2 separate regions of the Drosophila melanogaster genome follow, and region 1 is linked to region 2. The links are chromatin contacts, called in public Hi-C maps. All regions are on one chromosome and are shown on one strand. The core of a region is the stretch at or near the end of the contact, and the rest is flanking DNA. Distances in the headings are between cores, read along the strand shown.

The links. Hi-C and Micro-C count contacts between places; a contact is called where the count stands out from the background.
Region 1: a contact with region 2 is called in a Hi-C map of the Kc167 cell line, with 2.1 times the contacts expected there. A contact is called at or near these places in 49 of 107 Hi-C or Micro-C datasets (the Clone 8 cell line, the D17-c3 cell line, the Kc167 cell line and 15 more) and 4 of 7 datasets of targeted methods (the Kc167 cell line and the S2 cell line).

Annotation. Positions count from the first base shown.
Region 1 is chr3R:9,752,578-9,756,642 of dm6, forward strand. It overlaps Tti1 (Telo2 interacting protein 1), which reads right to left and starts at 2,109. Exons shown (of 5, transcript NM_141680.2): 1 at 1,820-2,109; 2 at 1,263-1,761; 3 at 103-1,203; 4 at 1-53. The coding sequence starts at 2,004. Rpt3R (Regulatory particle triple-A ATPase 3-related) reads right to left here and starts at 3,933. Exons shown (of 3, transcript NM_169308.4): 1 at 3,914-3,933; 2 at 3,043-3,599; 3 at 2,158-2,994. The coding sequence starts at 3,586. The coding sequence ends at 2,321. It overlaps Alg12 (Alg12 alpha-1,6-mannosyltransferase), which reads left to right and starts at 3,914. Exons shown (of 6, transcript NM_141682.4): 1 at 3,914-4,065.
Region 2 is chr3R:9,709,803-9,714,394 of dm6, forward strand. dmt (dalmatian) reads left to right here and starts at 1,340. Exons shown (of 3, transcript NM_079571.2): 1 at 1,340-1,888; 2 at 1,948-3,779; 3 at 4,065-4,592. The coding sequence starts at 1,408. The coding sequence ends at 4,325. It overlaps trbd (trabid), which reads right to left and starts at 1,235. Exons shown (of 9, transcript NM_141674.3): 1 at 679-1,235. scaRNA:PsiU1-6 (small Cajal body-specific RNA : PsiU1-6) reads left to right here and starts at 3,805; the gene lies at 3,805-3,963.

The DNA.
Region 1 (4,065 bases), core at 859-3,358, 44 kb after region 2:
TCAATCGCCGATGAATAGATGCCAGGAGTACGGTCCTCAAACCAATGCGTGGGCTAAAAAAAATTATAGTACACATTGTACACATATAAAATCCATTCTCACCTTGTTGACCTTAAGGCGCCACGCCGAGTCCGGCTGAAGGGCCAGGTTCCAATGCTCGTCTCGAAGGATCTGGTCCAAGAAAAGTTTAGCCAGCACCAGTCGACTTCCCCGCGCCTTCTTCTCCTGCGGCGTTACCATCAGTGTTAGAAGCAGCACACACTCGTTCATGGATGGTGACCTTTGCTGAATCATCTCCTGACAGTAATCAAATACAAGTCGATTTATTGTTGGCTCAGTACCCAACAGGGCTCCAATGTCATATAGGATATCAACTGTACGCCTTGAGCTTAGATACTTGAACTGCCTCCAAGGCAGTTTGGCCAGTTCGGCGGCCAGACCTTTGGAATCACCTTCTCGAATACGTCGAAGTGAGTATTCCTCGTTGAGAAGGTCCCTGGTTGGCCGTTGATCTAGTGCTGTCAACAGACAAGTGACGAACATCTCCAGATTTTTGGGAACTAGCAGCAATAGCTGCAATTTATCGGTGTTGACGTTGCGTAGGAATCCTTTGAAGAACAGAAGCTCGGCAAACTGTTCGTTGTCCTCGCAGCGATGCAGTATGCGTGGCCATTTATTGAGGTGTGCATCTAGCAGCATCTCCGCATTCTCATCGAATATGTCTTGGCTGCTGGCCTGTTGTTGCAGCAGAAGTAGGGTGTCCCTGCACCGCTGGGCTATCTTCTCATTCTCGTCCTCTGACAGAGCCAATACGCTCTCTAGTACATGGAGAAAGTTTCCCCTCAGATTGTAAGCACAATGTTTTAGCAACAGGCAACACATATCGGAGTAGGATTCCCTTACCCGTATTGCGCTGTGAGTCCGTAGAATACTCATTTCGGCAAATATTGGTCGAAGGTGCCTCGAAGTGGCGGCCACCCACTGATGCGAACGAAGCTCCGTTTGCATTTGATGCAATCGCTCCTCATTCTGTTCTGTAGTAGCCTTCTTGCTGGCAAAAAAGGTGAAATCGCATTGATGAGCCTCTTCGTTGTTTTTGAACAGTTTGCGGAAGGCATCTCCATCGTAGCGCATTTTTATAAACTCATTAGTGGTCTCCTCAAACATTATGCAAATAATGCGTCCCAGCGCTTGAATTGCCATCTAATTATAATATTTAAATCAATATAAATGAAGTTATACAAAACCATCGAAAAACTCACCGATTTTATAGTCTCTCCCACCTTGTCATCTTTCATTGATGTTTTGAACAGCACGATGAGTACCTTGGGAAGGAATATAAATATGGTATTGGCTACCTGACTACGCAGGACAACATCCACTTGATCGGATTCGTCATGGACATAGAAAACCATCATCAGACACTGAATGGCTGTCTGTACGAGTTTTCGATACTTTTCCTGTTCGATGATTTCCAAGAGCATGATCAGTATCTGGCCAATAACCATCGCAGTCTCCTTAACGTAGAAAGATTCCACCACATCAGTGGTGGAGCGACGAAGTGCCTCGAATATACACTGAACGGCTGCCAGTTTGATTTCCTCGGAAAGGTTTGGTCGCATGGACGCTGTCTTGGAGTCGCGTACCTGTTGCAGCACCACCACCAGGATGGAACGCAGACCCTTCTCATCGGCCAGGTATGTTTTGGAGACAATGTTGCTTAAGCAGTTCATCAGGCTGGTGCGAAGTTCCTGGTTTTCTCTGCGGAAGAGACAGTCTTCTCTGAAGTCGAAAACCCAAGCGGAGCGGAGCCACTTACCCGGTTAGCTCATCCAGTTTGACCACCAGTGGCACCACCGTTTGCACCTGGTAAATGCGCATTTCTCCAAAGTTGAATCCCTCGATTGCGCGCTCCACCACCGACAACGTGTCCTTGCTGGGCTCCTTGATGAAGCCTTCCACCGCTGGCTTTATCTTCGTCACATACCACTCTAGATGCATCATCGTGGCAGCAGTATTCACTAACCAAATAAACCCAAAGCGAAACCCGGCAAAATCCGGGAAGAAGTTTTGAACCAACAGCTGTTCCGACAGTCACATGCAAACGCGCGCGTTTTCACCCCCGCCACCCACAATCGCTATCGAAGTCTATCGGTTATTTTGAATTGCGCGCCAAGCCGCCCTTAATTTTGATTTTCTTTTATTTAAAGCACCAGTATTGACTAATATATTTCGAAGTTTCAGGATTTTGGTAAACTCGGGATTGGCTTTGTTAAATACTACAAGTTTACATATTCAGATTGTATTTGAAATTAATCATCTAGCTATAGAACTCATGCTGAGCTTCGTCCTTGCGCACGCTGGTCTTATAACCCTTTTCGAAGTCCTTGGCATTGACCACATAGCGATTCTCGCGCACTGCATGCATACCAGCCTCTTGGCAAATGGCATTGATATCCGCATTGGAGATCTTGTCCGGACGTGCAATGATGTCCTCCAGATCCACATCCTCACCCACATTCATTTTCGAGGTGATTGTGGTGAAAACTAAGCGCTTCTGGCGACGATCCGGCAATGGTAACTCAATTTTCCGATCCAAACGGCCGGGTCGTAACAGAGCCGGATCTAAGGTATCTGCACGATTGGTGGCCATGATAACCTTAATGTTGGTGGTCTCATCAAAGCCATCCATTTGGTTGAGTAGCTCCAGCAGGATGCGCTGCACCTCGCGATCAGCACCTGTCTGTGCATCAAAGCGCTTGGTGGCAATCGCATCGATCTCATCAATGAAGATAATTGAAGGAGAATTCTGCTTGGCCAGGCGGAAAAGATCTCGCACCATGCGTGGCCCCTCGCCTAGGTATTTCTGGACGAACTCGGAGCCCACGACACGAATAAATGATGCAGTTGTATGATGGGCCACCGCCTTGGCCAGCATGGTTTTGCCACATCCAGGTGGTCCAAAAAGGAGGACGCCGCGTGGGGGATCGATGCCTGGAAGAGAATTAGTGGAAATAGTCTTTTGATATTGCGAATACCCACCAATTTGCTTGTAAAGCTGGGCGTGGGTCAAGGGCAGCTCGACAGCCTCGCGTATCTCCTGTTTCTGGATGTCCAAGCCTCCAATGTCGGAGTAGCTGATATCCGGTTTCTCATCCGGCGATAGCATCGATATGGTGCTGTCCGCCTCCGGTGGCACCAGATCGACCAGACAATTGCTTTGCTTGTGCAGCCCAACCGAAGAGGACGGCTTCAGTTGCTCCCTGTCAATGGTGGATAGCACTCGAACATAGTAATTGGATCCGGTGGTGGAGGCCACTATGCCGTTGTTTTCATCCACCGCCTCCAGAAACTGGCCAATGACCAGAGGCACGGCTTTTATGCGCTTAACTTCCTCCTGAGCGTGTATGAACTCCTTCTTCAGATTGCGTTGCTCCTCCTTGATATAATCCTCCTGCACCTGGATGAGCTCCAGCTCCATCTGAAGCTTCTTATATAGTACATACAGATCATGCGGATCCAGTCCATCATACTTCTCCAGCGACTGCTCGTGAAACTGGGCAATTTCCTCCTTTAACAAACGCATTTTCGTCTTATCCCTGTGGAGATTCGATTCGAAGTGAAAGGCAATGACACGAATTTTCAAAGGCTAAAGCAGGTTATCGTAAAAAAAATATCGATAACTGTTAACAGGATAAGAATGGCAATACTAAAAAAGCTTCAATACATGAGCGTAACCAGAAACAATTATTTAATACTTATTGAATGCGAAGTTATGATATATTGTATTTTCAAACTATGTTGATTAAGCCCGATCGATATATAAAAATTATACAATTTCTAAAATGATTTTTAACGCTCCTTCGAAACTTTTCGCGTCGCCACGTGAATGGCAATCAGCTGTTGAACCGACCTGTTGTTTTTCTTGGATTTGTTTTTGTTGTGCTTGCTTTTCTGCCTCCGACGTGGAGCGATCTATTTATATATCTATTTTGGTTTATTTTGGAACCACAAATTCTCTTCGGCATAGGAAAAATATATATGCCTAGGCATTGACACTTTTTG
Region 2 (4,592 bases), core at 90-2,589:
ATTCAAAAGAAAAAGATTATCTAAAAACTAATATTGGATTTATAAGTACGCAGGGAAATCTACAATTTGGAGGACATTTCAATTTACCTTGACTTATTTTGCAAAGTATAAAGACTATATGCATGACTCGTTTTGGGGGACAACTATCTACCAATGAATGTATCTACTAAGCTACTATTCTTTGGATAAGCGAACCGAAAGGGTATCCCTAAAGTCGGTGAGCGGCGAATCCACCACTTCCGACTCGTTAATAAGGTCAAACAACGGTTAGCGAGGCAGAAGCAGTGTCCTTGACCCTGAGACATAATTCGCAGATACATCCACAGATATGTACATCTGCCTTGGCTCCATTTCCATTTCCCCCACTGGCGTCACAGTCAGCCTTCGGGTTCTCGTTGCCTGGGATTGGATTGGAATGAATTGGATAGGGTCTGGTTTTGGTAGTAGTGGTGGTATAGGTGGTAGTGGTTCAACTGCTGGGTCGGTTGCATTTATTTGTTGCCATTATAATTCGCCTATGTATGTATGGCATGTGTCGCGTGCGATGTACGTACGTATGTATGTACGCTGGTATGCCAGTTTTCGCGCTAGTTTCTTATTGGGATTCGCCCCGTGCCATCCCAACCATCCCACAACCGCCTCCACCCCCCTTCCCACATCGACGTCTTTACACAGTACCTGGCGCAGAAAATCGCAAGGCCTTTTGCAGCAGTCCCAGAAAACGCGAATGCGACTGCGACCACGACAGCGATTGGATTCGATTCGAATCGAGTCGATTTAAATATATAACACAATCACAATAGGGACCGCGAGTATAGCATTAGTATTATAGTAGCTATAAGGTGTAGTTGCTATAGTCGCCGTCGGCCACCCGCGCCCGCAGCAGCGACACTATGTCGACGTCGATCCAATATTGCCAGTAATGAGCGCTGGCAGCAGGCAGGAAAATCACAATTACAAAACAAAGACGATGAGAAAACTTTCACTCGATTTTCAGTTTGGGGGGTTTTCTTTCTTGCTTTCCTTCTCAATTTTCAGCTGTACTTGCTTGGGGCGCGTGAAACGAAACTGCCCGCACACATTCACGGCGACGAACACACGCACGGTGGATCGTAGTGCAAGGAATTTGGAATTTGGATTATTTGGAAACAGCTAATTATTTATTTTTTACATTATTGCGAGGCCAATCATCTGGTTCTCTGTCCGCCTATCGACAACTATCGGTGCTCCGTCCCTGGCGCTCAGTGTTGAAAAGTGTCTCGGTTAGCTGGTTAGTCAAGCTTCACACCTACTGGTGTTCAGTGGTTTTCATGGCAAGTCTTAGAGATCGGGGGATGGTCATACTAGTAAATAAAATGGCGGGAGCTGTACATGAATTTCATTTGGTAAACAAATTATATTCTTAAAATGGTAAGAACACGGCCGGTGCCGTGTGTTCCGTCGCCAGATGTGAACACCGCAACGAGACGCAATCCCGGGCGTCCCAAGAAACAGTCCATCGGAGCTGACTTAAGCACAACGATAAGCAAACCCGGGCGTCCCAAGAAGCTGTCCATCGGAGCTGATTTGACCACAATACGTAAACCCGGGCGTCCCAAGAAACTCGGAGCTGATTTGACCACGATAATACGAAAACCCGGGCGTCCCACGAAACTATCAAACAAACAATCTTTGACAGCCCTAAACGAGCCAGAGTGTCGCATAAGAAAATGCGTGGTAAAAATAAGGCGCATTAAGGTAAAAAACGGTGTCGTATCCGAAATTTCTCGAAATGATGCGCCTGATGTGGATGCCAGCACTTTTGAGCCGGCTCGCAACTCGACGATGTACATTCCTTCGAAGGTACAGAAATCAACGCAACCCCAAAATATCAAGGAAAATGTGGCAGGTAAGAGGCTCTCACCAGGCGGATGATGGACTTTTCTTGATAAGCACAACTACTTGCAGGTCCCGAAACATCGCCATGTCAGCAACGCATAAGGAGTAAAAGCCCTAGTGGACCGGCAGCTGAGATTTCGCCCAAAAAACCACCTCGTTTCTTCCACAGAGATCAGCCTTTAACCAGGACACGATCATCGGTGACCCGCAACGTTTTCGATTTTCTGTCGCAGTCGCAGATCGAAGATGACAGTGACAGGGAGGATCCGGCGGCAGACATAATTCAGCGTTTGGTTAAGGATGGAAAGGCCTGCGTAATGGTGCGGTCAAGAAAAATCGGCAAACCGAGAGCCAAAAGAACAGCAAAGAAGGTCCGACCTGTGGGTAATCGAAGAAAGGTTTCGACAAAAGACAATGAGCCTGAGCCAGTCAAGGTCGTTCCCAAGTCCATAGAACCGCGCCTTCAAAAGCCATCACGCTCCTTATCGACCATTTTCGAGCCCGAGGAAGATTATAGCAACGATTCGGAGCACGGATACGTGCAGCCCATCGAAGTGCCCGTCCAGGTACATGTGGAGCCGAGCACTTCTAAGCAAGCGCACGAAGGAGCCTACAGTAATTTGGCCCGATCCGTAATGCTTAACCAGACCCAGGCGCAAAATCCACTGCCATCTACAGACAGACGTCGAGAACTTATCAACATGGCGCGACAATTGGTTAGCACGCCGCTGAATCGCAGAGCTCCTCCGGTGACAGATGTTAGTGCCACCACCACTGCATTGTCGCCTATTGCCCACCAGTCTCCAAATGCAGTTAGGACCGCGGGAGGCAAATCCCCCTGGCGCGTTTCCGACGATTCACCATTGCCCAATACTTTCATGTTTGGTTTCAACAACTCCCAGATGCCATCGTACTCCAGTGATCATGTGCAACGTCGGCATGTCTATGTGCCAGATTCGCCGGTAGAGCATGCTGAGAACATCCCTCACGAGGAATCCATTTGTCCGCCTTTGCACGAGCAAAATCATGACTCAAATGCGAACGACTCGAATGAGGAGAACCGTCCCCCTCCCACAATTAGCAAATCGATGTCGATCAATGACCAGGAAAGCGAAGAGAATGCGGAGAACTTTGTGCACCTGCCGAATCCTCGGAGAACGCTGCAGAAACGAACGCCCTTTAAGGATATTAACATACTAGAAGTAGTGACACTGCCGTCTTGGAAGAAGAACGTGACGGCCACTGTTTCAAAAGAAATCACTCCTACCAGAGTGGCACCTCGTCCAATGGCGACGTCATCCCCAGCGCAACGCAGTCAAACGCGGTCGAATCTTTTTGGTTTCGATGATGATTTTGCATGTGAAGATATACCTAGAAAGTCAACTACTCCCTCAAAAGGTATCGCTCCTACCAGTATGTCCTTAAACAGAGAAGTGACTCCTGCTTTAGCTAATCGTAATCAAACGGAAGTAAATACTTTCGGATGCAACGAAATATTGCCCTGTGAAAATATACCAAAAGAAAAGGAAACGAATACGGAAGAACGAACATCATCTTCACAAAACCTCTTTGGATTCGATGAATTTATCACCGAAAGCCAAGATTCGCCAGCCAATTTCACGGGGCTGAGTCAAAATGTAAATCTGCATGATAAGCTCCATCGTCTTGCGGAGCTGCGACCCAGAGATGGTGAGCTTCCACAAGTATCATATACCTCTATTCGTTCCGATTGCCTGGGCGAATCACATTCGAAGCAAACCGACATCAGATATATGTTGTGCTCCACTATGATTGCGCCGCCCCGACCGGCGAAACGGAAACCTGCTGCACCCACTGCTAGGGAATCGATGGGATTGTTTAGGGTTGACCAGGACGAGCCGGAGCAATCATTTGCCGATAAGGTAGGATTTATGTAATGGGTTCGTCCAAGCGTTGGGAAAGCGTCGACACTGTAAACAGTGAGTGTAGACACTGACCTCATAACGCTAGATTAACTTAAAACTGAGACGTTAACGTTTTAGTTGAGCAAACAGGGCCGCAAAGATTTAAGTCTTTCTTTGATCGGTAGTAAGCCGCTCACACAAATAAAAATTTTAGTCGTAAGTCTGTAGTTTTGTATACAACATTTGAAATCTTTTATTTTGGCAAACGGCGCCTAATTGTTTTAAAAATTCAACCTGTTCTAGCAACCCAGACGAACCTATGTGAAGGAGCGTCCGCAACGTAAGCGAAAGAAGCGAGTGCAGATATTGTACATCGAAAGTGAAAGTGAGGACGAGGACGAGCAGGACTCGCACGACAAGAGCTTGGATTCTCCGGAGAAGAAGCGGCATCACGTTAAACGGCCACGCAGAGACATCGAGCATGAGGCTAAATTGGAGCAGTTCGTCACCAGTTTCAACAAGCAATGCGAGGAAGTGGAGAAGTTCCCAGTGATCATTGAATAATCGCATTGCCTGTTTATTATTTATATTTTTTTGTGTCGCTGATAAGGGGAAGTAGTCGTTTTTAATTTAATGTGCTTCGTTTTTATGAGTTATTTGTGGTACCTTATTGTTTTGTGTATAAATGTATTTAGGAAGATTGCGTTTCCTCGAATATTTATAAGGACAACAGTCTAATGTAACTAACCAAGTGCTTGCAGTGCACTTTATGCAATTCTAGGTTAAGCTAAGCATGTATTTTTATTATCAAAAGCTTGGATTATGTACAGC